2 separate regions of the Macaca fascicularis genome follow, and region 2 is linked to region 1. The links are chromatin contacts, called in public Hi-C maps. All regions are on one chromosome and are shown on one strand. Each heading gives the region's core, a stretch centred on a gene start, on an enhancer-like site or on the middle of the called end of the contact. The rest is flanking DNA. Distances are from core to core; before and after follow the strand shown. Region 1 has its middle 52 kb from the start of ACOT11. Region 2 holds the start of SSBP3 (single stranded DNA binding protein 3).

Region 1 (6,838 bases), core at 2,015-4,514:
CTTGCAGTGAGCCGAGATCGCGCCACTGAACTCTAGCCTGGGTGACACAGTGAGACTCCGTCTCAAAAAAAAAATAAAAATAAAATAATAATAATAATTAGCCAGGCATGGTGGCGGGCACCTTTGTCCCAGCTACTCAGGAGAGAATTGCTTGAATCCAGAAGGCAGAGGTTACAGTGAGCTGAAATCATCATGCCAGTGCACTCCAGCCTGTGCAACAGAGCAAGACTCTGTCTCAAAAAAAAAAAAAAAAGTCATTTCTGTATCCCCAGAACACTCTCCCTCTTGAAACCAGAGGGAGAGTGTTCCCAACATGCAGTCCAGCCCAGGGCTCAGGGCCCGCTGTGGCTCCCAGTGATCTGCACACGGAAGTCCCGGTGCTTTAGGCCAACACACAGGGACCACCTGGACCTGCCTCCCTCCAGCTTTATCTCTCTCTACACCTCAGCTACACTCTTATCACTGCCCTAGGAGTCATGCTCTCTCAGAACTATGCCTACCCACCACGCTCCCTCTCTCTGGAGTCTTCCCCATTTACCTCTACTCCTCTCTCTGCACTCAGCACAAGCCCCCTCTCCTGCAGGAAGTCTTCCCTGATTTCCCCCCAGGGTGGGTAAGGGTCCTCTTAAGACCCCATTCTGCTATAATCATTCAGTGACCAGGCCGGGGGTCTCCCCCACAGGTCTGTGGGCTGTTTGCAGGGAAGGACTGGAGTTATTCACCTCAGTGTCCCCAAGGCTGGGCAGGACCTGACCGATGACGTGTGTGAGCCCAGGGAGCATGGCAGGCTCCAGAATTCACATGCAATGTCACCAGGACAGAACATCTGTGTCAGGGAGAGACTCCAAATGAGGCTGCACAGGCGGGCAGGCCCAGGTGCCAGAGGGTTGGCCATGAGGGCAGCAGAAGGCCGGGCTTCACAGGAGAGGTTCCCAGTGTTGGAGGAAGGCCTGGAGGGGACAGTTTAGAGCCCCTGGGAGATCAGAAGGCAGTGGCTGAGGAAACCGGACGAGAGATATTTAAGGGGAGAAAGGCCCAGACTTGATGCCTGACTGCTCGTGGGCAGTGAGGGAGAGGGAGGTCTCCAGATGACTCCCAGAGCAGTTCCCCTGGTCTCTAGGGACAGGGAGGAGGCTAGCAGCAAGCTCGGACACCAGTTACCTTGGACACAAATAACCCCTAGGGACTCTGCCCCCGCCAGCGCAGAGCTGCAGCCTCTGACAGCGCCTCAGCAGCAGCCAGCAGCCCCCCACGCCCCGTCTTCCCCAGGGGTTGACTTGACGCTCTGCTGGCTCCGTGCCCACCGCTCCCTCCCGCAGTCAGCTCTGCGCCTGCCAGGAGAGGAGAGAAGGGGAGGGGAGACGGGAGGGGAAGGAGGGAGGGGCGGCCGCAGGAGCCCTGCAGGGAGGGAGGAAGGGAGGGCAGGAGAAAGCTAGCCTGCAGACCCCAACCTAGAAGGGAAGGAGAGGAGCGGGCATGGCAGACCAAAGAGGCGGGGCCGTACAGTGTCACCCCCGACTGGGAGTTGCCAGACGCCTTCTCCATCCTCTTGCTACCAACCATTCTAGAGATGGGGGAGCTGAGGCCCAGAGATGGCAGCTGTTTAGAGGCCAAGAGCCCAGATTTCAGCAAACTCAACCCTGCTGTTGGATTACCCCTGCCCCACCACCAGTCTGGAGCAGCCACCTCCACCCAGGTCTGGAAGGGATGACTGTAGAATACCATAGGGCCCCAGAGCAGAAAGCTGGCCTGCTGATTGACCCTAAGGTTCAAGTCCCCCAAGTTCCTATGGTCTAGAGGGTTGGAAAAAAAGATGGGCTGTGTGAGCCCAGGGACCATGGCAGGCTCAGAGACCCGTGGGAGAAATTCTGAGCAAGTCGAGACCTCTCTGATTTCTCATTTGTAAAATGAGAGCGGTGATGCCTCTCTGATAGGGAGCCATCAGTGTCAGAGGAATCAAAGAGGGCTCCGTGAGCACCAAAAAAGCCACAGGTCCCCAGATGACAACCAGGAGGACTAGGTTCAAACTCCATATCCCTGAGCAAATCATTCCCGTCTCTGGGCCTCAGTTTCCCCAATGCACAATGAGGGGACTCAGTCAATGATCTTAAGTTCCCATCCATCACTGAGAGCTTATGGGAAACTGTCTGCCGAAGTTTTAAATTCTAGAGCAAAAATACAAACCCTACTACCATATCTCCCCAGCTCCCTGAACTGGCACTTGAAGGCTCTCCTCTGGCCTGTCAGTGGTCTGCCAGGGGATCACGGTAGCCCCGCCCGGGTACTCCCCGGCTCCGCTGGCCGGTGAAACACAGTGGGCCAAAGTAAAGTGCCTGGTCCCAGGGCTAGACCCGAAACTCCAGACCCCTCGCCGCCCCAGCTGCAAACCTGCCGTGGCGGCCCCTAGGGGGCAGTGTTGCCCCGAACTTGGGCCGCTGCCGCCACTGCCCCCGCCCGGCCCAGCGCCGGGAGAATACTTGAGTTCTGGGAATGTTGGACAACCCCTCCACCGCCCGGCACTCATACCGCCCCCCGCTGCCGGCCCCAGCCCGGGGGCTCCCGCGCTGCGCGCAGCCGGCTCGGTGCGGACTTGCTGCTGGCTCCCCACCTCTCCTAGCCGTACTTCTGGGGACAGGGTTTTTGTCTGGGGTTGGTTTTTCTTTTTTTTTTTGGCCGGGGTTGGGAGCAGGCATTCGGCTCGGGCTGCCTGCGCGGACTAGGATGTCTGAGCTCAGAGACTCGTGGGAGAAATTCGAGGGGCGAGGGGGCTTGTTCTTCCAATAACCTGTCAGCTGCTTCCCCTGTCTCCCCTTTAACCCCGTCACCCCTCCCCGATGTCTGATGGGCATCCACCCAGTACCACCTACCCCAGATCCATCTCCGGGGATCCCCCAAGCCTGCCAGGAAGCGCCCCAGAGTGGGGGTTGCTGCAGTGGGTGATGTTTCCACCCCACCACCAGCCTCGCTTCCCCAGCTCAAACCCAAGCCCAGGGGCTAGGACACAGCCACGATCCGAAGGGTAGCGTTTTGTGGGGGGCGACTCCTGCTGCGAATTTCCCCCAACCCCCAGCCGTGAGCCGTAAAGTCAGGGGCTGGAGCATAGACCGTAAAGGGGAAAAGGAGGAAACCCCCATTCAAGTTTGGTCCAACGGTTTCATGGGGAGGGGGGCAAGTAGGAAGAATTTTTAAGCCCCGAACCCACAAAGCAGACTTTTTTAAAAATTATAATTGAAAACATCTCGAAGGGCCGCCAGAAGCGGGCCCGCTCCCCGCTCCCCGCCCCAACCCCCTTTCCCGCTCCCCGGAGTCCGATGAAGTCATGATAAGTAGGCTGCAAAAAGAAAAAAAAAGTGGGGGGTTGGCTGGGGGGTGGGGGCACAGGGGTCCCAGGCTGGGGCCCCGCACAGTCACAGTTTGGATACTATGGTTACGCGATCCGACCCAAACAGCGAAGGTGGACAACAATAGCGGCCGCCAGAGGAGGAAATTCCTTCCGGGGTGGACGGCGCGGGGGGAGGGGAGCCTGGCTGGAACGCCGAGGTGGCGGCTCGGCCAATCAGCGCGCGGCCGCCGGCGGTTTCAAGGTGCCCCGCGCCGCGCGCCCCCACCCCCCCGCGCGCTCCGCTCGGGCGCTGGAATTGCTGAGACGTTTCCCTGCACGCGCCCGGGTAACCCTGCGGAGGCTGCTGCCCCGGCCGACGCCGCTCCCCCAGCGCCGCCCCCCGTGCCAAGCCCACAGCCCGGGGAAGGCCGAGAGTGGCGCTGCAGGAGTTGCTTGCCCTCGAGGGAGATGGGGGGAAAAATCCCTACAAACCACCCCCTTTCTATGTGTTTGGTTCCTACACAAGCCTGTTTTCTATTTTAAAGCATGTCTCAAGAAAAAATGAAAGGGAGAGAGACAAGGAGAGAGAAGGTCCACCGACAGCTCTAGAAGCCTGGGAGGACCTGACCCCTGCCTCCCGGTCTCCGAGGCTGTTATATAATAAGTTGGGTTATTGATTTTGGCGGTGTTGCCCGGGCATCCGGGATGCAGAGGTCCAAGGACAAAGCTGCTATCTAGAACCCCCTCACCACCACCAAGTTCATGTGACCTGGCTTGCAGTGGTCTCATCGAAACCAGGGGCTCCCCTTCGCCGGCATCTGGGTTATTTATGCGGTGCCGAGTGGGGTAGCCGTTTCTCCCCCACCTGCCAGAGATTCTGTGGCCCAAGGCCCCCTCTTTTGGAAGCCCCAGACTGGCTCTCAAGCCTCTATCCCGGCGGCCAAACCCTCAACCGCGCCTCCTCTCTCTCTTGCTCTCCTGCCAACTACTCAACGCCGGCATGCTGGGCACTGCGAGCGCCACATCGATCCTGTTCCTTTTTTAAGCCCCTAAACCAGGTTTCTGCTTTCTGATGCCTTCTGGGCACAGGGCTTCGATGAGGAGCACAGGCCGTTTTATTCACCGCCTATTACGAGACACTTCTCTGGAAGGATCTAATGTTCAAAAAGTATTTTTGCCTCTCCACTCTCTCTCTCTCTCTTCATATATAATGGGGATAGCCCTAATTCTCCCGTTCCTCGTGTGTCTCTTTATAAATAAATAATGCGATTTTATTAATTATGCACGTACAGTATCTCCAAGCAGATTGCTGTGTCTCTTGATGCTTAACAAAAAAAAATTTAAAAAAAAAAAAAGGAAAAACCCCCTACACTTAAAGCTGTTTTTCTCCTACTGCAAGCAAACAAAAACTTCAAGGGGCCATATGTCCTCAAAAGGGGGAGAGGAAGACAGAACTTGGGGAGAGTGTGGGCAGGAAGAATCTAAAGGGGGTCCTGTGCAGGTTTTCAAGGCAGCTAAAGATGGATTTCAAGTCGCCTGCTTCATGCTTGTGATTGAGCTGCGGGTCTGAAAACATACCAAGGTTCACTTGGGTATTTGTGCGCTAAGGAGGGATGGGCAGCTGCTAATGGTAAACAGGAAACCAGTGAGAAGAGAGCTGGCGGCAGCCCAGTCCCTCTCTCAATTCGGTGCCCCTCCTCAGAGCCCCTGAACCCCTGAGCTCTCAAAACACACTTGGTTTCTGTGCATTTGTGCATCAACAATCTCCTGAATGCCCAACATAATTCCTGGCACATAGTAAGGGCTCAACAAATATTTGCACATTGAATGAATGGAGCGTGGAAAACAGAAAGGGGTTGGGAATAGGCTAGGTCTTGGGACCCCAAGCCTAGGAGGGGCAGAAGTTGGGGCTTTTTCCCTCAGACAATTTGGGGAGTGGGGAGCCTGAAGCTTTCTGGCCAAGGAAGTGACAGAACAGAGCTGAGTGTTAAAAAGCAAAGAGACCAGAGGGCAGAGAGAGGTGCAGTAAAACCAGCAACGTTAAGCAGAGTTAGTGTGGCCAGGGAGGAATGGACACAGTCAGAGATGGTGAGGTGGGGTGTGGTGGGGTGGGGGCTCCTCAGTCCCTTTAGTACATGCAGATGAGGGAGTGGGAGGGGGTCAGAAGTGAGCTTTGATTTGAAACATTGTGGTTGCCTGGCGGGTGCAGTGGCTCACGCCTATAATCCCAGCACTTTGCGAGGTGGGTGGATCATCTGAGGGCAGGAGTTCTAGACCAGCCTGACCAACATGGCAAAACCCTGTCTCTACTAAAAATACAAAAAAAAAAAAAAAATTAGCTGGGAGTGGTGGGGGCGCCTGTAATCCCAGCGTCTTGGGAGGCTGAGGCAGGAGAATCGCTTGAACCTGCTTGGGAGGTGGAGGTTGCAGTGAGCCGAGACTGTGCCATTGCACTCCAGCCTGGGCGACGGAGCCAGACTCTGTCTCAAAAAAAAAGAGAAAGAAAAAAAGAAAAAAGAGACACTGTGGTTCCAGTTCTGAATAGCAAGGCTGTGTGGGAATAGGGATTGAGGGGTGCAGAGATGCGATGCAGTCTCCTATAGAACAGGCACCCAGGCACCAGAGGCTGACTTTTTTTTTTTTTTTTTTTTTTTTGAGATGGAGTCTCGCTCTGTCACCCAGGCTGGAGAGCAGTGGCACAACTGAGACTGAAATTTTAAAAGCAGAAAAAAATAAGAGACCCCAGAGGAGGCACATGAAACTGCCCACAGAGTAATTTGTCCAGCGAAGACCCAGAGGGGCAGCCATGGGTCCCAGGGCAAGGCAGTGCCCAAGCTGGCACATGTTTTTTGTACTACTCCCACCGCACAGAGCAGAAACAGTTTTCTCACACCGCCTGGGGCAGACCAAGCTTCCTGACAAAAGGGTTAATTAAACTGGGCGTGTGTTGCGCAAGTTCAAAAATTATTTTTTTTAAAGGGAGAAGTTCTGGATGCCATTTCTCCTGCTTGTGAGAGGTCCATATATCACTGAGGAGTTAAAACATAAAATAAAATTGTGCTGGCTGTGGTTACCACAAAGCTATCAAGCTGGGTCTTGTTGCCGGAGCCCTGGCATCTGCTGTGTAATTTGGGGAGCACTTAGTCTCCCAACCGTGGGTGGGGGCAGTCTCCTGACTTCTCCCTTTGTATCCTCCTAATTAAAAAGAATTAGGATCTCTTTCCATGTGTGTTAAAGAACATCTCTCATGCTAAGGAAAGGCAATGAGAGGCAAACACTAGAGGTCCCTGGGGGTTTGAGGAGGTGGTACCAGGATCTAGCATGAATCCACCTCAGCGAAGCCATGCCCTATCCTGTGACCTTGATCAAGGACCTCAGTCTGCCCACAAATCAAACTGGGGTGGAGGAAGGCTATTCAAAGATCAAGGATCTTTCATGTTCTGTGGTTCTTAGATATATGTCCAACAGGACAGTGGGGTGATTGTGCCTTGTGGCCTGTGGAGATGGAGCCTCTGC
Region 2 (6,838 bases), core at 2,248-4,747, 82 kb after region 1:
GTGAAATGGCATGGCCATTCTGGAAACTGAAAGTACAGAGTTCCAGGTGGCTGTAGCTTAGGAGGGTGGGGCTGAGCCGAGGGAGTGGCCTTATCTAACCCTATTGTTGGTGTTGTCCGTTCCTTATCTCTCCACGGGGCCCAGTACTTTGGGGCTGGGGTGAGTTTTCCGTCTCTCAGTCCCTGGGGGCTCCTGGTGCCTACACTGAGTGTTAATATACACACAGGTATTCAGCTTGTGCTGTGTGCTGGAGATACACAGATAACTCAAACTGAGAGCCTACCCTCCCAGTCTGGTGGGGGAGACAGACAGTAAACAAGTGGCTACAACAATGGGGAGAATGAATGGTGCAAGCAAAATGAGATAAGATTGGAGGGACAGAAGGACAGGTTTCGCTCCAGGAGTGAAAAGCAGGGAGGTTTTTGTGGAGGAGATGGCACCGGAGGGGATGTTAGCCTGAAAGGATGGCAGAAGAAGGGAACTGGGTGGGGCAGGAAGCATTCCAGGAAGAGAGACATCAGGCCCAAAGATGGGGCCTGGGGAGATCCAGAGGCGAAAGGTAGACTGGGGCCTTGAGTGCTGCTCATGGGTGTTTGGACTTGCTTCTGATCTGACCACATTTTGGATAATTGTGCCAGCAGCCACACACCTAGTTAGGGCTGCTGAGTGGTCCCACTTCCAGGGAACCCCTCAGCAATCTTCTAGCCAGCAGGGGTGAGGGGTGGCTAAGACTCTCCCTGCTCTCTCTGCCTGGACTCTCTCACCATCTCTTTTAGCTCCAACAAGGAATCTACCAACCAACGTGCAGCTTTGTTGTGTCAAGTTCCAGCAAAGGGCTGACCACAGAATGCCTGGCACAGGGTCTCTGAATACTACCCTTCTCTTCTTGTCACATGGGAAAGGAGGTGCTAGTCCTTTTGTCCTTTTTCCAGGGTGGTGGTAGGGAGAGAAAAATATAGAAGGGAAATCTTAACACTGTAGCACATCAGATTATCAAGAGATACTGAAGATCTTCTAACCTCCCTTTGCCATTTGACAGATGAAGCAACTGATGCTCAAATAGATATGCTTGTGTTGCAGCCATGAAGTTGGTAGAGGCATGGCCAATCTGGTAGAGTCCTGGGTCATAGTAGGGCCGGAGAAGGGCAGTGTCTTCTCTTTTTTTAGCCAGGACCAAACCGATACTCCTAATTTGTGGGCCTTGCAGACACAAGATGAGTCAGGCTTCTTGTGAGTCAGTCTGTTGACAAGCCATCCCTGGCCATTCCTAGCCCATTCAAAATAGATGGAAGACCAGGGGAAGGGTATGAGCAGGCCAATTTAATTAGTGTGGGCTCTAAGGTACCTTAAGTTAGCCCTACTGAATTTAAACTGCCTAGGGGAAAAAATAACTGTAATTATTTCCTTCTCTCCTCTATCCTTGTATTCCAACTCCCAACCTCCATGCTTCCCTCATTCACAAAACAACCTTTAAAATAGGGACTAGCACAGAGACGCCCATAAACTAGGTCTCAGCGTTCCTTTTTTCTGCCCCTTTCCCCTGTGAGCGCTGGGTCCTGGAAGGGAGCAGAGTGAGTCCGGAAGTGTCCGCAGGGCCTGGCTGTATTCTAATTTAAGGAGGTTGTTACATTGAGTAGAATATTATTCCAAAAATGCACCCAGAGTCTCCTTCCTGAACCAACGCAGATCCTTTAGCTGCGGGGCATTTCTTTTAAAAGCCCCTTTTCTCTCTTCTACAGATCAAAATAAGCAAACTTTAATGGTAGGGAATTATTGTTTATTTTGTTGAAATCTAGTTCTGAGTTTTCCTACTTGAAACGTGTTTTCCCCAGGACACTGACCTATCCTTTAATTGTTTGGTGCGAGGCATGTTAGGGGGAGGGGCGTTACTTGTTTATTGGAACAGCGCAGTTAAAAAAAAAAAAAAAAAAAATCAACCTAGGCTAACAGTTTCAAGGCTCCCCTAAAGATGTATCCAAACAGGCAGCCAATCAGCGCTTACACAGCTTTTTCTGCTTGACTCTTTTAAAGAGACAGTGCCGACAGTGTTTTATCCCATTTAAAGAGATCCGCTCTCTAAAAACAGTCTGAAAATGGGGGAGCCTTCCCCTATTTCGCCGGTACCTGGTCTTAAGAGTCTCTAATGAGGGGCACGCAGTGTGTCTTCTGGGTTCTCGGCGTGGGCAGAAAGGAGTCAGCAGCAAATAGCTGGGTCACTCTGCCAGCCCCCCTCAATTTCCCATTGTACACCTGGGTCACTGACAATGGAAGCTTCCCCTCCCCCTACGCCTGACTCTCGTCCCCTACTCCCCAATTTAGCTCCATTTATTTGAAGTTTGCACATTTCTGTGGCGCGCATTCCGCGTCGCAGGCCGCCCAGGTGACGCCCCCCCATCCCCGAGTGGCACCCTTTCCCGTGGAGAAGCCGAAGGGCTAACTTGCCAGGACTGGCAAACCTTGGAAATTTGGGAGAAATCACTCTCGTTCCTCTTAGTTGAAGTCCCCTGTCCCCAACCCCCCCAGCTCCCCAAAGCACGCCAAAGGCCATTTTCGCGCGGCTCCACTTTGGGGTTTTCCAAAGTATTTTAATGATCTAGTAAAGGAGCAGCCGCGCGCCTCGGCGCCGGCTCGAGCCGCGCCGCTCTCAGCGTGGAGCCCCGGGCCCGGCGCTCGGAAGCTAGACTGGGCGAGAGTGAGGCCCGGGGGCGGGGCGGGCTGGGGGCCGGGCTGGAGTCTGGGGAGGGGCTCGGGGTCGGAGCCTAGGGGGAGGACTACCGAGAGGGAAGGGCGAGATAAGGGCTGGGCTGGCGCGGGCCGCGGCGGGGGGGAGGTGAGGAGCAGATAAGGGAGACGGACGTGGCAGGAGGGAGAGAGCGGCGACCGCTTGGGGGTCTGCGCCCCCTCCCACCGGACGCTGCCGCAGCGCCCCCCTAACCCCCAGTGGTCCACGCCGCGGGGAGCGCCAGTCAGATCCCCCTCCTCGCTGGGGCGAGGAGACCAGGGTGCCCCCAGCCCGATCCACGTCGTCCCCCGCCCCGGCGACAGAAAAGAGAGGCTCGCGCCCCCGGACGCCCCCAGTTCGCTCGCAGGAGCAGGCAGCGGCTCCGCGGAGGCGGCCGCAGCGGGGACTGCCGCGGCCGGCGCTGTCAGGGCGTCCCTCCCGGCCGGCCCGGGCCCGCCCCCGCGTGCGCCGATTGGTCGACGCGGCCATCCATCGCGGGACGTTGCCGCCCGCCTCGCTCCCTCGCCCGGGTAGCCACGTTCGGTTGAGCTCCAAGTAGACCAGCGGCGGCGGCGGCGGCGGCGGCAGCGGTGTTGGAGGCGCAGAGGGCGGCGCAGGCGGAGCCGGGAGGGCGCGCGAGCGAGCGGAGAGCGGGCGGCCGTGCGGGCGGCGGCGGCGGCACTCCAGGCCGAGCCGGCGCGGGAGGAGTTCCAGGGCGATGGGGCCGCGGCCGGGGCTGACGCTTTGACAGCTGGAAAGAGCGCGGAGCCAGCGCCTGGGGGGGAGGGAGGGGAGCGCGGCGAGGAGAGCGCCAGCGAGCGAGAGAGCGAGCGAGCGCCGGGGAGGGGGCCGGGAGCGAGGGGCAGCTCGGGAGAGCCGGAGCGGTAGCGGCGGCGGCGGCGGCGGCGAGGCTCGGCGCCCTCTTCCCTGCAAACCATGTTTGCCAAAGGCAAAGGCTCGGCGGTGCCCTCGGACGGGCAGGCTCGGGAAAAGTAAGCCCTATTTTGCAAGTGGCGGCCGCGCCGCCGCCGGGCTGCGGGCGGGCGGTGGGAGGCAGGTGGGCGGGCGGGGGCCGGGGGCTGCTGCGCCCTCTGGCCCCCGGGTCCAGGCGCCGCCTGCCTGGCCCCTTCCCCGAGGCCGGGGCGGGCGGCGTGGGAGAACCCATTGTTGGGAGCCGGCGGAGGTTGGGAGATCGGGGAAGGGGCGGCGGGGGGAGCCGCCGGAGGAGGTACTTGGTGGCCGTGGCGCGGGCCGGGCGCGGGGCCCCGCGGTGAGTGGTGGGCGAGGTCCCGCCAGCGAGCCTGGACGCTCGCTCCAGCCGGGCGCTCGCCGCGGTGGCCGCACTTTGCCCACCGGGCGCGGGCAGGGGGCGCGTGGCTTCTGCAGCCCCGAAGCCGCCTTTTGTCCGCCGGCGGCGTGAGGAGTGCGTGCCGGGGGCTTTGTTCGGCCGGGAGCGCTCTCCCTTCCCTGCCCTCGTATTCGTCACTGGGTCCGCGTCCTCGGACGCCGGGCTAGGCAGCGACGGTGGCGCCGGCTTGGCCCCAGACTTGGGGCACAGTTGTTTGGGGGGAGGTGACGAGGGTGGTGCTTTGCTGCCCTCTCTAGAGCGCGCCAAGCACCCGGAGTCCAGGGCTGAGTCTCCCTGGACCTCCAAAGCCGGGGAGAGCGTAGCGAGGACTGGGTCGGGAAAGGCAAGGTGGCTGTGGGGTCGAGTGGCTTGCGAGTTTGAGGAACCTAGGTGGGTTTGTCCCCGACGCGACTTGGAAGTTCAAGTTTGGGGCTGCTCTCCATCCCTCACTGCTTGAGGTAACGCGTTCCCCGGTCCCCACCCCCTAACTGTTCGCACCTGGCGGCCCTGTTTGGGGTTAGCTAGCTGCTTACCTCTGGTCGGGGCCACAATGGGACGGCGCAGACAGGGCTCAAAGCCTGCTGGCAAGGTCCTGGAGAGCGCCGGTGGGATCTGACTCCTTCCCCTCTCTCTTTGCTCCCTGCCCACTTTCCAGGTTAGCTTTATACGTCTACGAATATTTACTGCACGTAGGAGCACAGAAATCTGCACAGACCTTCTTATCGGAGGTGAGTGGGACTCCCCCCAGCATCCAATTTCTTGACACCCCCCTCCCCACTATTCTTAGAGCCTTTGTTTTCAGGAGCAGCCACTGTGGCCACCATTTTGAATTTTTATCACCTTTTGGCATTTATTGTTAGTTGGTCTTCCCAGCCTTTTGGCTCTAGGAAGCCCCCAGCCCACCCCGTGTCTACTCCTCTAAGCTGCCTCCGCTCTTACCTTTCCAGATTCGATGGGAAAAAAACATCACGTTGGGAGAACCGCCTGGGTTTTTGCACTCGTGGTGGTGGTAAGTTTGTGTGATAGTTTTGCATGTGTGTTTGTTTTGTTCTGAGCCCTGGGTCCAAGTGAACAAAGAAGGGAGGCCTGGAGCAGGCCCTCCACCCTGTGGCCCTCCGCGTTGCACAGAGCGGGGCACCTCGAGGCACTCCGGCCCAGCTGGCCAAGGAGGAAAAGGGCAGAAGAGGATGCTACCTGAAGTTTTGGGGAAAAACGACAAAATAATCTGTGATGTTGGGGTAGAAACTCCTTACTTTTACATCTCACTCTGGGGCTCTAGGCAAGGGTTTGAAAAAACATTGGAGGATTTTTGTCAATTCTGCATGTTGCTTTAATTAGAGGAGTGGGGGTGGGGCGGCGTGGAGGGGATACCAGGTCTGTTTTACAATTAGCCTGTCCGTTCCTTTTTCTCCTCGGAGCTTACAACCTTAAGATAGGACATCTACGGGGCTTTTTCCAGGCACCCTGAGAAAAAGCAAGAAAGGGCTGCCACTTCCTTTAAAGATACTGATTCAGACTGACTGGTCCTTCCTTTCCTCTGGGAGCTCCCCGCCCCCCTCCCCCACTAAAACCACAAAGTGTTGTTTTAGGCAGAACCTTAACTGGTCAGAGTCGACCTCACAGTGTCTGTAGTTAGGGGCTCCCACTCTCTGTGACTCTCTTACCAGGTCTCTGTGTCCTTTGGGTGTGGGGCCACCGCAGGTTTGGTCTCTGTTGGGTATACGACAGCCAAGAGGGAGCTTAGGGTCAGCCGGACCCAGTTGCCCTAAGTGTATGACCCCGGTGTTTTGTGCCACTGACTGGTGGAGTCTTTAACATCCTTTTGAAACAGAAAAGAAAGCAGAGTGGCTTTTGATACTTTGATGGAGTTCAACAAAACGGTGTGTCCTGTCTCATGTCTGTTGGCATCTTAGCGGGTTTACCTGCCAGCTCAGGTTACTGTTCTAAGTCTTAGAACAGCAGGAGGATGAAGTGTCTGTTCTAACTTGTGCAGAGAAAATGAGTTTTTAATTACTTCTGCCAACCTCGGAACTGCAGGTCTTGGAGGCATTAGTGTGGCGGAAGGATTCCACCTGTAGGAGTGGGTGATAGGTTTTCTGTGGCTGTTTTTGGAGGGAGTGTGTGGATGGGGTTGGCAGCTCTGATCGGCTTGGATCTTGTAGAAAGTTAGGCTTATGATTGAAGGTTACTTAGGCTTATGAGTGAAGGTGCTGGGGAATATGTAGTGTTGGAAACCTTTAACGTGTGGAGGAGGTAATCAGATGTGTACAGTTCCAGAAGACAGAAAGAAATGTTCTTTAGCCCCTCTCTGCAGCTAGTAGAAGTCCCTGATTTTCCTGTTATATCCAGGAGCTCCTGAAACTTCTCCATCCTTATCTCAGGCATAGGAACGTAGAGTCTGTTGTGTGAGGCCCGGGCGATGGTGGCTTATGAGTGGCTGTGGTCCTGTTTGGTAGAAGTTGGTTCCTGCGATTTGACACTGAGCAAAATGACCCAAGGAGGAAGCAGTGGAGCTTGTCTGGTGAGGGGCAGGCTGCATTATTCACACACCTTGAGTGAGATGCTTGTCTGATGACTTGCAGAGCTGCCTGTTTGTGACGAGGACAAGAGCATTGGACCAGGAATTTGGTTTTGGTGCCCACTTTACCCTTTAAGCTGGTTCTGTCCCTGGGCCTTGGGCTCCTGATCTGGAGAGTTTCTTAGGTCCCTTGTTAATAACAGTGACAACTCCGTCTTTGAATAGGGCTTTATTGGTTGACATAGGACTT

The links. Hi-C and Micro-C count contacts between places; a contact is called where the count stands out from the background.
Region 2: a Hi-C map of liver shows a contact between it and region 1, with 4 times the contacts expected there. The contact joins the promoter of SSBP3 here to the enhancer-like site in region 1. A contact is called at or near these places in 2 of 2 Hi-C or Micro-C datasets (liver and skeletal muscle).

Annotation. Positions count from the first base shown.
Region 1 is chr1:180,180,262-180,187,099 of T2T-MFA8v1.1, forward strand. No RefSeq gene overlaps it. Among named protein-coding and RNA genes, the nearest start is that of ACOT11, 52 kb to the left of the region's middle. Within about 2 kb of position 3,265, at least 5 of the 6 cell types and tissues checked have an H3K27ac peak or open chromatin away from gene starts, as enhancers often do. A contact at or near this core is called in liver, where this site is marked.
Region 2 is chr1:180,262,130-180,268,967 of T2T-MFA8v1.1, forward strand. SSBP3 (single stranded DNA binding protein 3) reads left to right here and starts at 3,498. Exons shown (of 17, transcript XM_005543286.5): 1 at 3,498-3,714; 2 at 4,726-4,798; 3 at 5,018-5,079. The coding sequence starts at 3,659.